Linked DNA regions of Pan troglodytes: region 2 is linked to region 1. The links are chromatin contacts, called in public HiChIP or PLAC-seq maps. All regions are on one chromosome and are shown on one strand. The core of a region is the stretch at or near the end of the contact, and the rest is flanking DNA. Distances in the headings are between cores, read along the strand shown.

Evidence for each region. HiChIP or PLAC-seq counts read pairs in DNA pulled down with a chosen protein or histone mark.
Region 2: an H3K4me3 HiChIP or PLAC-seq map of stem cell-derived excitatory neurons shows a contact between it and region 1, with 5 times the contacts expected there. The contact joins the promoter of STXBP1 here to the promoter of ST6GALNAC4 in region 1. A contact is called at or near these places in 1 of 7 Hi-C or Micro-C datasets (stem cell-derived neural progenitor cells) and 1 of 1 datasets of contacts at active chromatin or transcription factors (stem cell-derived excitatory neurons).

What each region holds. Positions count from the first base shown.
Region 1 is chr11:10,537,975-10,541,418 of NHGRI_mPanTro3-v2.0_pri, forward strand. It overlaps ST6GALNAC4 (ST6 N-acetylgalactosaminide alpha-2,6-sialyltransferase 4), which reads left to right and starts at 1,795. Exons shown (of 5, transcript NM_001193678.1): 1 at 1,795-1,806; 2 at 3,372-3,444. The coding sequence starts at 1,795.
Region 2 is chr11:10,841,635-10,845,078 of NHGRI_mPanTro3-v2.0_pri, forward strand. It overlaps STXBP1 (syntaxin binding protein 1), which reads right to left and starts at 1,933. Exons shown (of 19, transcript XM_016961721.3): 1 at 1,692-1,933. The coding sequence starts at 1,728.

The sequences.
Region 1 (3,444 bases), core at 545-3,044:
AATTCAACATTTTGCACAAAAAAATCATAAACAAGGGCTGGGCATGGTGGCTCACGCCTGTAATCCTAGCACTTTGGGAGGCCGAGGCAGGCAGGTCACTTGAGGTTAGGAGTTCGATACCAGCCTGGCCAACATGGTGAAACCCTGTCTCTACTAAAAATACAAAAGTTAGCTGAAAATTGCTTGAACCCAGGAGGCGGAGGTTGCAGTGAGCCAGGATGGCGCCACTGCACTCCAGCCTAGGCAACAGAGAGAGACTCTGTCTCAAAAGAAAAAAAAAAAATCCTAGACAGGAAGTGTGCCCTCTCACTTCCCCATAGGCCCACCCCTGCTACTGTCCCAGTGCTTTCTGCCACCAGCCTGGCGCTTGAAGGCAGTTGCCTCTGAGATCCCAAGGGACCCCAATAGGACACACTGCAGCATCTGCCTGGGGCCTGAGCTGACTTGACTTGGATTTGGAGGACATTCCAGCGAGGGAGCCTTCGAGAGGTAAGAGTAGGTGGTCACAGCCCCGGGTCTGGAGTGAAACTTCCTGGGTTCGAATCCTGGCTGTGACAGGAGCTGCCTCTACACGTGTGTCTCAGAGGAGAAAAACAGGCTCAGGTGACTGTCACACTGACATAATCATAATAAAATAATCATATTGAAAATAACTCATGTATTCGTTGTTTATCTGAATTTCCAGTGTCACTGGGCGTTCTGTATCTTACTTGATAAATGCAGCAATCCTACCAGTTGAAACGTGGGCTGCCTGACCCGAAGCCCTGCTTAATTTCCCTCCCCAACCACCATTTCAGAAATGGAGACACTCAAGTCCGGACAGCCAGGCCGCCACTGCCCGGTGGCCCCCGACACCCTCTAGGTCTCTTTCCCCTGCGGCCCGACAGCCTCGCCCAGGCAGGAGCCTGCTGGAAATTCCGGAGGACCGAAAAGGGAGATGCTGGTACTCAGACTCCGCCCCGGCTTTGAAGCCCCGCCCCCGGCCCTGAGGCCCCGCCCCTAGCTGGAGGCCTCGCCGCCAGCCATTCACGTCCCGCCCCGTCCCGGCCGCGCAGAGCCCTCCCCAGGTCGCGCAGGCCGCGCTCGTAGGATCCGCCTGCGGCGCGCAGGCCCCGCCCCCGGCGCGCAAGTCTCCGCCCCTCCTCGCCGGCCCCGGCCCCGGCCCCGCCCCCTGCCTCTGGCCGCGCGGATCAGCTTCCAGCCCAGTCGGTCCGGCCCGGGGGCCATGGAGCTCCGAGCGGCGGATCGCGAGCCTCCTGCGAACCCCAGCCTGCACGCCCGGTTAGCATTCGGCCGGGAGATGCGGCAGTGGAATCTGGAAGGGCGGTGAAAAACCCACGTCCTGCCCTCCCCCGGCCTCTCCATTCGTCCCCCGGGTAGAGAGGTAGGATGGATGGGGTGGAATTCCGGGCTTCTGGCTCTCTCTGCCCCAGACCTGATGGGTGACCTTGAGCTGGGGGCGCCCCCTCGCTGCCTCTTCCTCCCCATCTGCGCCCTGGGAATTGGGTTGGCAGGAGGTCTCGCAAAGGTCGCTGATTCCTGCTCCTTTAGGATGGGGACATTGCCTTCCGGTGTTTGGAGACGTCAAGGGGTTGGATTCCCGGGTGCCATGTGCTTTCACCCCGGCCTGTACCCTCTCCTGCCTCAGTTTTCCCTATAGCTTAGAACCCCACCTGCCTTACCCCTCCCGGCTCTGAGTTTGTTTCTGGGTCTTGGCAGGTGCCCGGCTCCCACCCCTTCCCAGCCCCAGCCCTGGAGACAGCAGCCCCTAGACTACTGAGGGACAGCGACAGCATGAAGGCTCCGGTAAGTGGGAAGAAGGAGGACTTCCAGGGAACGCAGAGGCCCCGACTGGCGGAGCAGCTCAGCAGCCTCTCCACCCCAGGACCCACTGCCACTTCTGACCTCCCTACTGCTGAGCAGAGAAGGGCAGAATGGCCTCAAAGTCCAGCCCTGTTCTTGCAGACCGTGTGGCCCCAGGCGGGTGGCATCCACTCTGAAGTGTCAGTACCTTGCTATCCCTGTAAAACGGAGGTAACGCTACGAGCTCACCAGGCAAAGCCTACGTGGAATTGGGGTTGTGAAGTTCAGTTCAGCCGCTCTTGTCTTTACTGCAGAAGCCCCGGGCTGTGAGAGAGAGAGCTGGATGTGGGGGGCAGTTCATCTCGACTGCCTGAGTCAAGGTCTCTGGTTCCTCATGGGCAGGGGAGCAGGTGCCAGGCAGAACTCCCTCCCCTGCACAGCTGGCCACACAGAAAAGACTTATTTTTAGAAGCTGACTTAGCTTGCGGGCAGAAAATGGTGGGCCTCAGGCAGGATGCACCGGGGCAGGTGGGGTGATGGGGTAGGGGGTGGGGGCCACTTTCCCACTTCTGATTTTCGAAGAGCACCAGCCAACTGCTTGGTGGCTTCTGAAGGGTGGCCTAGGGACTTGTGCCTCGAGTCTAGAAACCTGGAGCCCAGAGAGACACAGGTGGTGACCAGGGTGGCCCACTACCCAGTGACTAGCCCACAGTTCTGCTGCCACCAAGCCCTTCCCCTCCTGGGAGGCTTGGTGGTGGTAGGGGCATTCACTAAGTCTGCCAGCAGGGCCAGCCCCAGGCTGGGTCTAGGCCAGATGGCTAGAAGAGCTTCCTGGTTCCAATGGCCTTTGGCACATGGTTTCTGGAGGCGGTAGCCTCCAGGCACCAGCTTTTCAATTATTAAAACCATTTCTTGAGTGACCTTTGCTCCAATCTCCTTGTGCCACCTGGCCTGCTGACCCAGATCCGGATCACCAGGGGACAGCCACTGAGTCAGCTGGGAGTGGGGAGGAGGCGGGGCCACACTAGGCAGCCCTGGTCCTAGGCTGAAGGGGCTGGTGGCCCTTCTGAGGCACCACTTTCCCGTTGTCATGTGCACAGCACTTTACAGTATACAGAACGTTTTCACTGCCCCCCTCCCGTAAGTTCACATGGTGGGCATTATCAGTCCCCAGTTTGTAGAGGAGGAAACAGGCCCAGAGGGATGGAGAGCCATAGGTCGCACAGTACACCCCAGCCTCCAGTTAGGAATATGGGCTTTCCAGCCGGTATTTAAGGCCCCACTGTGCTGCTTCTTTGCTGTATGGCCTTGTACTACACACTTCACTCCAAACTGCTTTCCTTATCTAGAATGTGGGGATGATAACAGTGTTATCTCCGGGGCCTTATGTGCCCAGAGCTTGGCATCCCCAGGTAAGGCCCAGTGGATGGAGACTGGATTCTGCTGCTGTTCTAGGAGCTGCTCTAGACCCAGGAGCTTCTCTAGACCCAGGAGGCCAGGTGCAGCGCTGAAGGGGCTTCTGGGAGCCCCTCCCCACATACACCCCCCATGGCCACTGTCTCCCTCAGGGTCGGCTCGTGCTCATCATCCTGTGCTCCGTGGTCCTCTCTGCCGTCTACATCCTCCTGTGCTGCTGGGCCA
Region 2 (3,444 bases), core at 683-3,182, 300 kb after region 1:
CTAAGTCTCCATTTCTTATTCATGGGTAAAATGAGATGTTGACATTAGAGGATCCCTATGGGTCCTCCTAGCCCTAAACATCTCGAGTACAAGTATCAGAACCCGTACTGCATGGGTACAATGAAGGTGTTACGATGAGCACCTTTTAAAATTTTGTTTTATTTGGTGTTCAGTTTTTATAACAATTTTCTTCTGATGTAATAGGTGAGATAAGGTTTTACAACTAGATTCCTCAGTAGGAGTATTTCCTATATATCAATGAAAAGAATGGAGAGGGGAAATAAAACAGCTATGGTGCCCAACAAGAACACTACATGGCCAAAAGCATTCCACAGCGAGCGCGCGCTATGATAGGAGAGAATCATTGGAAAGGAAACTAAATTTCCACCATTTTATTCTTTTTCCTTTCTTATCCTCTCCTACAGAGAAAAGCCCAGTTTTAATCTTCACTTAATCCCCAAAGAGATAGCAAAAGCCACAGCAATCCTTACACATTTTTTTGTTATAAAGAAAAACAGTGCCAAAATATTGACGAGGCACTGTTTTTCCACACATATCACCAATCTTATTTAGCACTGTGGATGCCGTTTTGCAAATGTCACCCACCATCAGCCCTCGCTCCGCTGCGGCCGCCACTCGCCGCCACCCATTTTTAAAAATCCATTCATGTGGTGCCTTTCATCCAAACCCATAAACAACCATTTCCTCCCTGCCACCGTGGTCTGAGCTCCTGAAGCGTTCGGCCACGGCAGGGCAGAGCCCCGCAAGCAGGGAGATTGCAGACTGCGGCGCTGGGCGGCGGACACCGAAGCTCTCCTCATCTCCCGAGTGATTTCAGGGGTTCAGGATCCTGATAAGTCCCCGCCCTGGAAGCCAAGCCCCGGGAAGGGGAGGAGTGAGGTGGCCCCGGCCCAGCAGAGCTCAGCCTCCGGAAAACAGGCGTCTCCTCCCCAGGCCGAGCCACTGCGCCTAGTCTCCCAGGTGGGTCTCGCAGCCAGGGACCGCGGCGCGGCCCGGGGCGGGGGAGGAGGACGCAGGCCAGGATCTCGCTCGTCACGACTCACCCAGGAGGGTGGGGAGGAGGAGGGACTGCAGGAAAAGGGAGCGGAGTCTGGGCGCTCAAGGAATAAAGACGAGGAAGGGGAGAGGGGACTGAGGGGAAGGTAACGGGGGTGAGGATGGGGGTGCGGGGGAGGGTGACGGGCTGCAGGGGGTAGAGGCGAGATGAAGGAGAGGGACGGGTGTTGGGGGTGAAAGAGGGGGAAGGAGGGTGGGATGGGGGAGAGGCGGGATGGAGAGAGTGGGGTGAGGGAGGGGTGGGGGAAGGGGGAAGGATGGGGCGAGGGGAGAGAAAGGGGGGTGAAGGGAAGAGAGGGAGGGAGGGATGGAGGGGAAGGAGGATGCAGGGAAAAGGGAGACAGGGACCGCGAGGAAGGAGGATGGGGAGGGAGGAGGGCGGGCTGCAGGGGGAGGGCTGGGGTGAAACATGAGGTGAGGGAGGGGAGAGCGGGGCAAGCCTTCCTCTCGCGCGGGCGGCGCCTGAATAACGGGACCCCACGGACCAGGAGCCTCAGGCCCGGGGCGCAGGGCCGGCAGCCCGCTCGGAGGCCTGGGCGCTGCCGGCAGGGGCCGCGCGGGGCTCCTCGGGAGCCGCAGTCCCCGCCTGCTGGAAGGATCCCGGCTCCACTTACTCTCTCCGACCACAGCTTTGAGGCCAATGGGGGCCATGGCGCTGCGCGAGTCTCCCGGCTCCGATCTCCTCGTCCCGCGACGCCTGCGGACCCCTCCGCCTCCTCAGGTGGGCGCGCTGGGCCAGCCGCAGCTCTCCGCCCCGCAGCCGCGCTAGGGACCGACTGACGCGCGGAATGGGCGCGGGGGCGCGGCGCGAGCCAGAGCGAGGCTGCCCCGCCGCCGGCGCGCGCGGGGGCGGGGCAAGCCGGGGGCGGGGCCTCGCGCCGGCCGTTGGCGTCACCCACTCGCCTCCGCCAATCGCACTGCGGCCCGGAGGCTCAGCCCCGCCCCCCGAGATGCGGCTGGGCGCCAGGCGGCCGCTGGCTGGTGCGGAGCCGCGCCCTCCCCCTCACCTCACGCGCCGCGCGCGCCCGGGGCGCAGGGTACCCAGGCCTCCTCTTTCCCCTCGGTGCTGGGATCCCTGGCCACAGGCTACCGACGCGCTCCATCTGCCTGAAACCCCGCTCGGGTCCTGTCTTTCCTCTTTCTGGGAGCTTCCGTTTTTTCCTGCCCACGGAAGGAGCTTGGAGGCGAGATCTCTTACTAGCAGCGCCCACTCCCAGCCGCAGCGAAGCCAGGGTGAATCCACTCACAGCACCTCCCTGTCGCTGGGTACCTGCATTCGTGCATTCACCAACACTGAGTTCTTGTGTCAAACTCCGTGCCAAGCACCTCGCGGGCATCATCTCATCAAATCCTCCAATCACTGGGCATTGCTTTTTATTTTGTTTTGTTTACACTCCTCTTAGCTCATACCTATGGGCATTATTTTTAATCTCCATTTTCCTGTGAAAAAACCAAGTCTCGGAGATATTGGAAATAGCACTAGACTTACCTTCAGGCAGCGTAGCATCCGTTAGCTAATGTTCAGTATTCTGTCACTTTTATGTGTAAGCCGTTATTCTGTCCCCTGGAGCTACGACCATGTACAAGGCAGAATCTCATCCTGCTTATGGGCGCTCAGAGTTTAGAAGTTTCTAAGCCCCAAATCTGATACGAATATACTGTGGGACCGACTCTGGTCTCAGTATCTCCCTCCTGGAGTCCGTATTTATTAAAGCGGTCCCAGGTCAGTTTTTGCTCGACTTTCTTTGTTAATAGGAGATACTGCTTTTCTTTTTCTTTTTTCTTTCCTTTTTTTTTTTTTTTTTTGAGGCAGAGTCTCGCACTGTCGCCCAGGCTGGAGTTCAGTGGCGCGATCTTGGCTCACTGCAACCTCCGCCTCCCAGGTTCAAGTGATTCTCCTGCCTCAGCCTCAGAGTATCTGGGATTACAGGCGCCCGCCACCATCGCCTGGCCAATTTTCTGTATTTTTAGTAGAGACGGGGTTTCACTATGTTGGCCAGGCTGGTCTCAGATACTACTTTTGAAATATGGGGGAGGGCTTGCTTTTGGCTTCAAAGTAACACAAATTGAGCCAATTAAAAATAAAAAAGAATAAGAGAGCTAGTAGTAGTAAAAATCAGTGAATATTCATTAAATATTTGGAATACATTTGAGCTAGGTTTTTAATCTTCATATTATTAAGACGCATAATAATATTTTACAGATGAAGAATTGAGATTCAGAGTGGATAAGTGCTTTATTAGTAAATGACAAAGGAAAGATCCAATTCTAGGATCTGAATTCTGAACCATTATTTTATACTGAGCAAAAACAAAAAACCTGCTGAGAACTAAGGAGGAATTTTCCAAAGTCACAGAAGCCAGTGGT